Regions from separate parts of the Triticum aestivum genome. Here region 1 is linked to region 2. A link is a contact called in public Hi-C data. All regions are on one chromosome and are shown on one strand. The core of a region is the stretch at or near the end of the contact, and the rest is flanking DNA. Distances in the headings are between cores, read along the strand shown.

The links. Hi-C and Micro-C count contacts between places; a contact is called where the count stands out from the background.
Region 1: a Hi-C map of leaf shows a contact between it and region 2, with 7 times the contacts expected there. The contact joins two enhancer-like sites. A contact is called at or near these places in 2 of 5 Hi-C or Micro-C datasets (both in leaf).

The regions. Positions count from the first base shown.
Region 1 is chr4D:495,863,404-495,869,417 of IWGSC CS RefSeq v2.1, forward strand. No RefSeq gene overlaps it. Among protein-coding and RNA genes, the nearest start is that of LOC123098976, 150 kb to the right of the region's middle. Within about 2 kb of position 1,593, at least 2 of the 8 cell types and tissues checked have an H3K27ac peak or open chromatin away from gene starts, as enhancers often do. A contact at or near this core is called in leaf, where this site is marked.
Region 2 is chr4D:495,421,716-495,427,290 of IWGSC CS RefSeq v2.1, forward strand. No RefSeq gene overlaps it. Among protein-coding and RNA genes, the nearest start is that of LOC123100555, 140 kb to the right of the region's middle. Within about 2 kb of position 3,941, at least 3 of the 8 cell types and tissues checked have an H3K27ac peak or open chromatin away from gene starts, as enhancers often do. A contact at or near this core is called in leaf, where this site is marked.

The DNA.
Region 1 (6,014 bases), core at 343-2,842, 440 kb after region 2:
TCATATTTTTTTTTAACACAGTATTCCGGAATTTCCTCTTTCTTTCCTTTTTTTTTTGAACCAAGGGAATAAACAATCCTGAAACCTGGTGATAACACCAGGACTTGAAAGCTGAGAACTTCTAAAAAAAAACTACAAGCTGAGAACCAAGGGAATAAACAATCCTGGTGATAACACAAAATTCTCCCAACACATACCTGTATGGTTATATATTGGTCACCCAAGTGAAAAGTCGAGAAACAGAAAATTGATCACCTGTATGGTTAGATGTGGCCACCGGTTTGTCGTCGCATCTACGGCATATATGCTTTTGTCCTAGCATATATTTGGCGCTATGAGCATAGTGACATTTAATTTCTTCTTTCCGCAACAGTGACATTTCCTCTTCCTTTATTGACATAAGCAAAGTGACACTTCCTTTTGAAAAATAATCTCCTTTTATTATTGGTTTTGAAAATTATTTAGCTCAAAGAACTATAAAGTGTTCAAGCCCTCCGTTCTTTGCATCAAGGATGCACATAGCCAACAAAACCACAATCTAGAATCAACGGAATAAGCCGGGGATAAAACAAAATTTTGCTAAGTAACAAGAGGAAGTGAAAAGTTGAGAAAACAGAAACTCCATCACCTAAGTACCAAACACATACTTGTTTTACATTGCATTATGGTAGGAGGACTTGCCGTAGGATGCGGTTAGATGAACACGAACCCGGACGCCACATGCGCATCGGAGACTAACGCCACCCAAGACCTTGCCCTGGCATCCAGAGACGTAGACTGTGAGCCATGGCAGCGTAGGCACTAGCAAAGGGAGAGAGGAGATGGAGATGGAGAGAATGTCGAAGCAGACATTGAGTCCGGTGACCGTGCCTAGGCTGGTGGACAATGATTTGGCGACGGTCCTGATTTGCCACTAGGGTGTTGTCGGTGTGTCTCTTCTCGTATTATTGGCCACACGGGAGGGAATGGGCAAGAGAGAAGGTGATGCCTCATGTGGGTTCTTAATGATGTCCATGATACACTTTGAAGGTTATATGGATGTTATAGATGTAGACATCAACTACACTCACAAATTAAGCGGATTTGTTTGTGTATGTTACATCACCAAGAGCACAAAACTAAAGCAAGTACGTGCAGCAGAGAGACCTGACGGTGTAGATCCTACTAGTGTCACCACTTAGACCACTTTTGGAGATCTGCCAAGCTTTATATAGAAAGTTTGAGATGTTAGTACAACGCACAAGATACTCCACCAATCGATCTTGCCTTCTGGCCGGTCTATCAGTTAATGACTAGACACGATTGATCTAATTTAATCATGTCAAAGACGAAGAAAATATACAGCAGCAGCTAGCTAGAATTCTTGCATCCTTTGTCGTTTTGGTTGCGGCCGTGGCATCATGGGAGGCGAAAGCGGCAACACGTTAACACAGCTCTGATGTGATATGAGTCGATGGCATAATGGCTGCAGTGTCCTTTGTCCCTACTTTTCTTCTCTGGAACTTCTGTCCTCTACTTGACTGGTCCATACCGATACAAAAGGTGACCAGGACGCATCAACGAGACAACGACGACAACCAATAATCGACGCCTTCGTTTACATTGAGCAGCAATATTCATCGACCATGACATGAGTGGTGTATGAGGGTTTGGACTGTTCTCTAGACGCTCCCTTTCTACGCATTAAATGATGACACAGTTCTTTTGATAGCTTAAAAATAAGTTGTCCCCGGCTTCTTTCATAAGTCACCTTCCCTAATTGTTGGGGCGTATGAACTCATTATCCCACAACTACCCCATAAGCTTCAGCAAATGGGAAAAGGCTTATGGGAGAAGCCGGAAAGCGTGGCTTATTTTTTTAAGCTGTCAGAAGAACTAGGCTAGAAACCGCTAAAACACGACTAGTCGGTCCAGTAGGGTGCTCCAATCTGCTCTTGATCTGAAGAAATCCACCTGTCCACAAAAGACCCACTTTTAACTGTTTTTTTTTCTTTTGTAAATGCAAAACAAACTTCAGGCCCTCATGTAATTATAAGAAGCCCCTTTTCAGCTAAATAAATTACAAAGAGGACCTCTTAATGACTAGAGAATTTACGAACGATAGGCTGGACTTTACAAAAAATAGCGTGAAAACCCTAGATTTTTTTGTAAATTGTCCTTGAAAAATTACAACATATCATGGGACACAAAAATAATAACTAAATTATTGATAAGAACAGTTCAAAATCATGGATAAAAAAATACTATGAAAAATGACCACATCATTTTAAAAGTACTTGAACACTGTTCATGTTTACGAAAAATGGTCATGGTTATAAAATGTTCAGGTATTTACAAGTATTATTGTTTATAAACCAAAAATGTTCATACAATTAAAAAAAATTTCATGCTTTTTAAAAACCATCATATAATTTAATATTTTTTTGACATTAAAAAGTGTTCACAAGCTTTAAAAATGTTTGCATTTTCTTAAACTATTAATATGTGTAAAAATAATTTCTTACATTCCAAATATTGCTCACTCATTAAATAAATGTTCATATGTATAAAATTTCGATATTTATTTAAAAGGATATGTTAAGAACTGTTAATAATATATTAAAAAATAAAAGCATAATTAAATAAATATAAATATAAATATGGATTTATCGAAAAAATTAATGTAGTAAAATCCTTCTCATGGGTCGGCACACGTAGCGGTTGGTTGTACCGCACATGCGCTGGCTCAACTCAGGCTTCCGCCAGTTTTTTCTTTCTTTTTCCGGTTATGTGTTTGCTTTTTCACGGGTTTTTCTGTTCTTGCTATAATTTTTTTAGAACTCTTTTATTTTTCTGTATATTTTTTTGATTTTATCTTTTTTAATTCTGGGATACTTCGTTAATTTCTAAAGATTTTAAAATTCATGGATAATTTACAAATTCATTAACAACTTGAAAACTCATTGATATTTTCTGAATTCCATGAATTTGAAAATAAAAATCACGTACATTCATTTTCCCTAAAATTCATACACAAATTTCCAATTTAGGAACATTTTTCAAAATTCATGAACATTTTACTAATACACGGACATAATTTTCTAGTTGCAGAAAGCTTTTCTCGCGGAAGTCCACCTTTTCGGTTGCTAGGTCTCATCAACCGAAACTTCAAGTCAGTAGGATAAGGAGGAGGAGGAGGAGCTTTTCATCGAGTGATGATTTTAACATCTGTGCATAATTTTGAAAGTTCAAGAACGTTTTATAAATTTTTTGATTTTTTTTAATTCATATATACTTTTCAAAATTGGGATGAACATTTTTTCTAAAAATAATTTATTTTATAGCATAATTGCTTTATAAAATTTCTGGAATTGTTTTTATGAAATGTTTCTTTCCTGATAAAAATTGGCTAAAATGGTAAAGTCTTACTGTACATGAGCCGTCAACCCATTTTTACCCACCGCTCAACAAACAGACACCGTGATGCCCGACTGGCAAACCGAGTTGGGCCGGCTAAGTCGGGGCTTTTCTTGCTGTTTTGTTGTTCGCTGCTTTTGCTGCAGTTTTTCTGTTGCTTATTGTTATGTTTTTTTGCTATGGTCTTTATATCTTTGTTTTTTTTCTTTAGTTATTTTTGTTTTTATTTTTCAATACACAGTGAATAGTTTTAAAATGCATGGTGAACAATTATTTAATATATGATTAACATTTTTTGAATACACACTAAACATTTTGACAATATATTGAACATTTTAAATATTAGATGAACTTTCCAATTATATGTTGATACGCACTTAATAAATTGAAATTTCCTTAAATATGTGAACAATTTTGAAAAACTATATATGTAACTTTTGAGCATTTTTGTAAATTTTGAGCATTTTTGTATTTTTTTTGTAGTTTTTAAGATTTTTTTCAAAGTTTCAATCATTTAGAAGAAATAATCATCTTCTGAAGAATACAAACAATTTTTTGCAATTGTGAAAAGTTTCAAAAAGCACAAACTTTTAAAAAATCACTAATATTTTTCAAAAAAAATGAACAGTTTTGAAAAAAGTAAAACTAAAAGAACCCGGTAAGGAAGAAACAGGAAAATTACTAAAAAAAGAAAAGAACCGCCCAAAACTTTCTAGAAGGATCGCAAAAAAAATTATGTGAACCATTAATTGGACCGGCCCACTCTTGGGCCGCTGTGTGCAAAAGGCAAAACCTTGTCGCACAGAGTGACAAATACGAGTGACCTGCTCTCTATGTCGTGCGCTCAAAATAGGGGCTTTCTATGGCGATTATACGTGTGTGCAAAATAGGGGCTCTTTATAGCGATTATACGTGTGTGCGTGTGTGTGTGTGCAGGCGCACGTGCCCTCGTTATATGGGCTCAGCCGGCGGAGAACGTTCTGTTGAGAAAAAAAACACGTTGTGCGGTTTGTACCGGACGACTGTACATACGATATCTCTAATTGAGAGGTAACCCTTGCAAGCATTGCCACAAATCCCCCTTGAATTGTGCATCCAAATTGCGAAACCGTTTCCACCATTTTGTTCCTCTTGTCAAGATGTTTGAATGTAGAGGGATTTTTGTTCGGAATTTTTCAACTTTTCAAAATGTGTATTTAGACAATGGGTGCATATGTACCTATGAGCCAGTGCCAATTTCGGCTTCATAGGTTTCAATCTACTCCTTTTCATGCAACTTGGGCTCCCTACTATACTAAACTTCTACTCCCCGCATACTTAACTTGTACTTCCAGTGAATGTATAGTTATGCTCCCCCCATGCAGCGCATTTTTACCCCACATCTCACATACTTGTTCTCTCTGTGCAATGCACTTCTTCTCCACGTATACTGCACTACTTGAGCATTTTTTAAAATTTCAAATAATTTGTAAATTTTAACACTTTAACATGGAAACATTTTCTGACGGATGCGAACAATTTTTTGTTATTGTGAAATGTTTCAAAAGCATGAACATTTTTATAATTTCAAGATTTTCTTTCAAAAATGTGAACATAAAGCAAAAAAATCAGGTAAAGAAGCAATAGGAAAAATAATAATGGACCGAACCTTCTAAAAGGTTTGCAAAACAAATTTTTAGTGAACCATTAATTTGACCGGGCCACTCGTGCATCGCGCTGTGCGAAACGCGGACGCATTGTCGCACAGAGAGACACAGGATGCACAGCACAAGTGCATAGCCGGCGCGGTACATACACACAATGTGATGCATCATAGTACTCCCTCCTGTCCTTTTTACTCTGCATATAAAAATTGTCTGAAGTCAAACTTCATAAAGTTTGACCATAATTATATGAAAAAATATCAACATCTACCATGCTAACATTATACAATATGAAAATTTAAGTCATGATGCATCTATTGATATTGATTTGATATTGTAAATATTGGTATTTTTTTTATAAAGTTGATCAAACTTTACGAGGTTTGATTTTAGACAAATCTTATATGCGAACTAAAAAGGACCGAAGGGAGTACAAGTCAGTACACGAGCGGAAAACCAGCAGCGAAAACCAGGTGTAAAAACCGGGAGCATGGTCCCTGTGTCCTTCCCTCACGAGCAGCCACCTGGCGCACTCCCACGCCAACGCATGTTAGAGCATCTACAACCATGGACAGCAAATTCGATGCCTCAGACGCCCGCGGACACGTCTGGGCCTGTCCGCGGGCACTGACCGGTCACGCCTCAAATTTCTCTCTCCACATTATCCGTTATCTTATATTCATACTAAGCATGCAACGTAAGAGCAACTCTACGTGATCAAATAACACACAACGAAATCGGCATCAAACAGACAAGCAAATGCACATAAACAAACAGTACATCATCCAAAAGATAATCGGAGTTTATTGTCGAACAAGTTCTTAACTTCAACAACTAAACACGATAATAAACATAGAAGGAGGAGCGTCTTTACCACTTCTTCGCCCGACATGTCCCCTTCCGGTCGCCGGCGTAGCTGTAGGCGTCCGCGGCTGGTCGAGGATCTTGGTCGTCACATGAGGGGGTGGAGCTATG
Region 2 (5,575 bases), core at 2,691-5,190:
CCTTGTGCAAGCAACTTCATTTTTTCTCTATAACACATGTTATAAAGCTTCTTCCTCCCCAAACCAGCCTTTGCATATGACCCGTACCTACTGACGAGATTATCATAAATCATATGTTTCTTGATTCCAGCACCTGCCACAGTTAAGATCTCAACTTTCTGAAATTCTTTTATCTGATTATGAGACCGAAGAAACGTGACTTCATCCGGTCTAGCTAGAACGTGACTGTGATCATCACTGAAACTGCTGACTTACCAAACTTCACGCTCTTTATCAAGCTTCAAAGTTATATGCGCATCGCAGAAGCAACGAGTCTCCGATCTGAGCCTGCGGGTCCTGCCTTCCATTGTACAAAGTTTTGCCTGTCGTTTCCTAGCTTTCGCACACAGATACTTTCTCAAGCGCATAGTTCCCTCAGGACCTTTCAAAAATTTCAGTGAGTCCTTTCTTACGCTGAAACCACGCTCCTTAGCATACTGGTTATAGAAAATGTAAGCCTCTCCTAGTGACCTGAACGTCTTCCTCATGACCTTCCAATGCCTGTCCAATGAATCTTGCTGATATTCATCAAATCGGATGTCAAAATTGAACAGATCATCAACAACATGCTCATCCTTCCCGCTAGGACCATCTACATCTCCCTGTAAATTAAGGCATGGAACCATGTATGTCAGTCAGTTATTATTTTAATATGTAATGTATGTGAGTTTCAAAACTTACTTTGCTGGACTTGTCACAATATTGCTCACAAAGTCCCCGTCCTCGTCCATCTGTGCACATTTTAAAAAAATACATGTAAGCGCTCATACGGTTATTATGTCATTTCTTCTCCTATTGTTTTTAAAACATACCCGGAGTGCACTTTCAGCAAATGAATCATCTATATCCATATCATCATCATTATCGCCAAGTCGCTGCATGATGCGAAAAAACATCTAATTGTCCGTGCGGTTTATCGTATTTATTGTTTTTATCAATATTGATCAAACTTACATTGCCACTATAAGATTCATCCAAACTCATGTAGTTCTCCTCAGCAGGTTCATCCATATTCAGTGACGAGGTTCCGTTGTCGTCGCCGTAATCATCGCCATCATAATCGCCCTCCTCCTCTATCTATACATGTTTAAGAAAATTCTAAGATCAGTCGAACACCGTGTAACATCATCCCTAAAATAAGTAGTTCATCAAGCACAACGACGTCTCAAACCAACCTCTTGCACGGCGGCGAGGATGTCAGCTGGATCCATTTTGTCCGATGACCAACGCGCTGACGGCGTGACGTTGCTGGCCGGCCGAGGCAGGTGTCGACGGCGTCAGGATGGTGGCCGAGATCATGGGTGGGCGGCCATCTGGGCGACGGCAAAGGAACGCGGCGGCAGCAGCAACGGCACCGGGGCACGCGCGACGGCCTGTTTGGGCGACGACGTGGAGACGCGTGGCGACTACGTGGAGACGGGCGGCGACATAGAGACGGGCGGCGACGTGGAGACGGCGTGGATGCGTTTGGGGTTTGGGGTTACGACTGTGGGCGTCGGCGGATCCCGTGACGTTTTTTTCCATAACTATCGACGCCAATGTGGAGACGTGCGGGCGTACAGTAGCGACTTACAGCGACACGTGCGGCATACGCGTGCGGGCGTACAGCGACGGGTGCGGCATACGCGGGCAGGCGTATGACGTCGCGCGCATACGTACGGCGTCGGGTGGGTATTCCTATACCTAATGTGAAATGACCATCCTGTCCATTATACGTTTTAGGGGGCTTGTCCCGAAGCACTCCCCATTTTAAAAAGGTAGCAGTGGCGGATGCTATTAATAACCGGTCTCCTATTTCAACTCAACAGTTGTGGGCATTGTCCATCACCCGCCCTCATAAATTTTTCCTAATTTCTTCACGGGTGATGAACGGCAGTGGCGGGCCGCATGGGCACGCTCGCCACTGGTGCCTGCCAAATCAGTGACGAACTCTATGCAGTGCCTGCCACAGCTATATTTGGGCGACCCGCGTCCAAATTTTTCAAATTTTCCAAGAGTTTTGCAGTGGTGGTCGTAAACAAGCACTCATCACTGCTACATTCTTCTAAAATCCTTCGCGGGCGAATAACAGCAGTGGAGGGTACTCTCTCTCGCCCATCACAGCTGTGCACGCCCTTATCCACCTGCCCCTCGGACCCGCAGCCACTCACACCTTATCCAGACACACAAGTCTCTTTCTAATTCTCGCTCGCTTCACCACCGTTGCTGTCGTCGTGGCATCCTCCACCGTCGCGGTCACCGTTCGCCGCCTCGAACGGCGTCACTGAGCCAATGATCCCCGTCGCCCATGCCATTCGTCGCCAACTCGGTCTTTATTGCCCTCGCCGTCCGCCGCCGCCTCCAACATCCTCCCAGCCACCATGTCCCGCGCCATCCGCTGCCTCAAACATTGTCAGTTTCCCCCCGTCAACCTCACGTCGTCTTCGTCCGCCCCGGTAACCATATCTCAGCTCTCTTATTGTAGATTGTAGTTGTTCTTAGTTACTGTACTTTTACATTAGCAATATTTTGTTATTGTAGTAAAAGTTGATGGCTTTTGTTAGCAATATCTTGTTAGTGTAGTAAAATTTTGTTATAGGATGTACCATTGAATCATTCTAATTAGACGTCTCAAATTTGATGGCTTGTGGTAGAGAATACATACTGCATATTGGCGAACATATAGTATCATATTTTATTCATGATGCAGATATTCATAATGTGTACCAATGTTTTCGCGAAACGTTGGTTAACTTCCGTTTCGCTTAATTTTTGACACTCAATATGTCCAATTTCTAGCAAAGGTCATGCCGATTTTTTCTGTAATTTTTTGAACCTTTTTTGGATGAGCCACTTAAATTTTTTTTTTTCATTCGAGTGGACAATACTCACTCTTAATCCACACACTGATATGTGAGTTGTTTTAAGAGGAGGACACCGACTGTTGTCGTAGCGGTCGTCCTTCTTCTTCTTTTCCTCACCTTGATAAAGTAGGAGGAGAAGGTGAAGGACGACTATCACCGACAGCTGAAATAACAGTGAGTGCATGAGTGTACATCATATATACAACCACTTGAGAGATGAAGAACGGACATCACCGACAGTCAAAATAACAGTGAGTGGGTGAGGGTACACCATATATACAGGAACTTGAGAGATGGACCGACCTTTTTTGTAGGGGGTCATTCTTCTCCCTCTTCCTCCACAGCATCCCCAATGCGCCCACTTAGTCTGAAGTTTTATTTGAGATTGCATGCAAACTACTACCTCTATAAACTTTTATAGGATCCTTTTGGTCACTACTTGGAGTAGTTTGTAAAGAAACAAAACTTATGCAAACTGGACCACGAGTGGCAAAATCTTGGCATGTATTGAGACATCATCATTGCGTCGACGTAATCAGTTCGTTCTATATATGATTTCCATACTATTGCTGGCAATGACTATTAACTAAGTTGTTGGGACTTGATTAACACGAACTGTTCGTGCGAGCGAAAGGTAAAAGTAATGAAGCCGACAGCGGATGTTGTTAATGCATCCATGAGGTCGCCATTAATCCTAGCTAGCTAGATGGCCTGAGCCGTCAGGCACCAACGCGTGCATAGCCACATATAGAAAAAAGATCGATGGATCTTTACCAGCAAACAAATAGAGTACTAGAGTACTCCTACTAGCTAGAGCATCACAATGTCTATGGTGCGGGTTCCATATGCTGAGAGTTGCCAAGCTGACGTGCATGTGGTGTGACCGTACGTCAGGTCCCATCTCCATTTCACCTAGCTGAGGTAGATAGCTACTCTCAACTTGTCCGGTTCCTAGTTACTACACAGATGGCCAGATGGGCATACTGCATACAGCACTACTCGAAGATGGGATGTCTTTTGGCCGCTTACTGGGTGGGTTACCGGCTGTGTAGGTGGACGTTGCCATTGCTGTTCGCCTTGTGGGGATCGATACCGATCGCTGATCAGCTACTAGTGATTGGTCCAGGTCAGGGGCCCTCGTCGTTCGTTGTCACTTATCACTGTCTCACGTGGCACGTCCAAGTCGAAGAAAGAGGCCCGGGGAGCGAATATCAATTAATTTTATATCTGGCCTTCATTAAAAGCATCTTGGAAAAATTACAAAAGGTCTCTAAAAATAATTCTTTTAGGCCTCTCAGTCTTAAGGGCGTGCACCTGACACTACAATGCTTCAAAAAATTATTTTCTATCGCATATATTTCAATAATATTTATATTCCAATTTCAAAGTCAAATGTAACATATGGTCAAAACAAACTAAAATTATAGATAAAACATGAAGGTACATGAAGAAACTATTTCACCGAACTCTTTCGAGAGTAAACCAATGGGGCACCGGTGCGGAGGAGACCATGCCGGCGGACTAGGATTGCGCCATGGTGCACGACGGGCTACAATACCTCGAGTTAGCCGTGACAGAGAAAGCATGTTAACAACCTTGGCGCACAATGGTCATGAGGTGCCACGGCTTGGGGAGGCGCACACATGCGGGGAGGGCAGACACGCATTGGGGGATGCATTGGTGAGGTGGGGCTGTAGACCAGTTAGGGCGGTGTGGGTTAGAGGGCCCCTCCTCGTACATACGTAGCCTTGTAAAAGCTAGGCCCAAGCCCACCCCACCCTGGTGTGAGACCGATCATGGACCACATTCATTTTTCCTGGGTTTCTAATGGGGGGAAATGGGCTTCCAACAATGGCCCATCAGCCACCAGAGCACTTGAGTAGAGGTTGCGAGGCCACTGGCAAATACCTGTTCTAGCACCGCGCCTAGGAGCTTGGAGCAGGACTGGAATACACTTGCCTTTTTGTTGTGTGTGGCTACCTCATCTACGGAGACAAGAAGCGCATGCATGGATGTGGTTTTGACATAAGCATTAGGATGCATGTGTTGGTACATAAAAAAAGAGTGTACTCATCCCCGTCCACAATTACATAGAAATTGCCCCTCTTTTCTCTAGACGGTGGCCTGCCTTCAGACCGGGAGAGAAAACACCGGACGAGTGTCTGCTCAGAGAGCAGACTTGCCACCTTAAAGATTCCAAAATTTCTCCAAGCAAATCAAGCAGATCAATGAAGAATTTGCAGTTATTACCAAGAAAGGGGACAAAGCGGTGATCCTTCTTCGAAACATTGGCAATACCTGAAGAATTTATCTGAGAAGTGAGGTTGTAAGAAGTGCCCCTAACCAGCAAGGCAACCTGTCTATATGAGTCTGGGAGGATGGTTGATAGGCAGAAAGGGTTGAGGAGCCAAGTGTTCTCGAACCTGAACTAGCGCGGGCTAGTAATGGTAGTTGTGGCGATGTTGAGGAGGGACGTGATCGGAGGTGGGGGTGGGGGCACTAGGTTAGGGTGAAGTTGGGGGTGTTGAGTTTCGGTTCTTGTTCAAGATGCTGGGATCAAGCTAGGAGGATGAGGGGATGGGGCGGGGGGGTCATGATTCTTTGTTCACGTGAAACAACGGTCGAGCAAGGGACGACATATATATAGGGAAAATACTTCCTACCACCTGGGGTACTTACCCTCATATCTCATA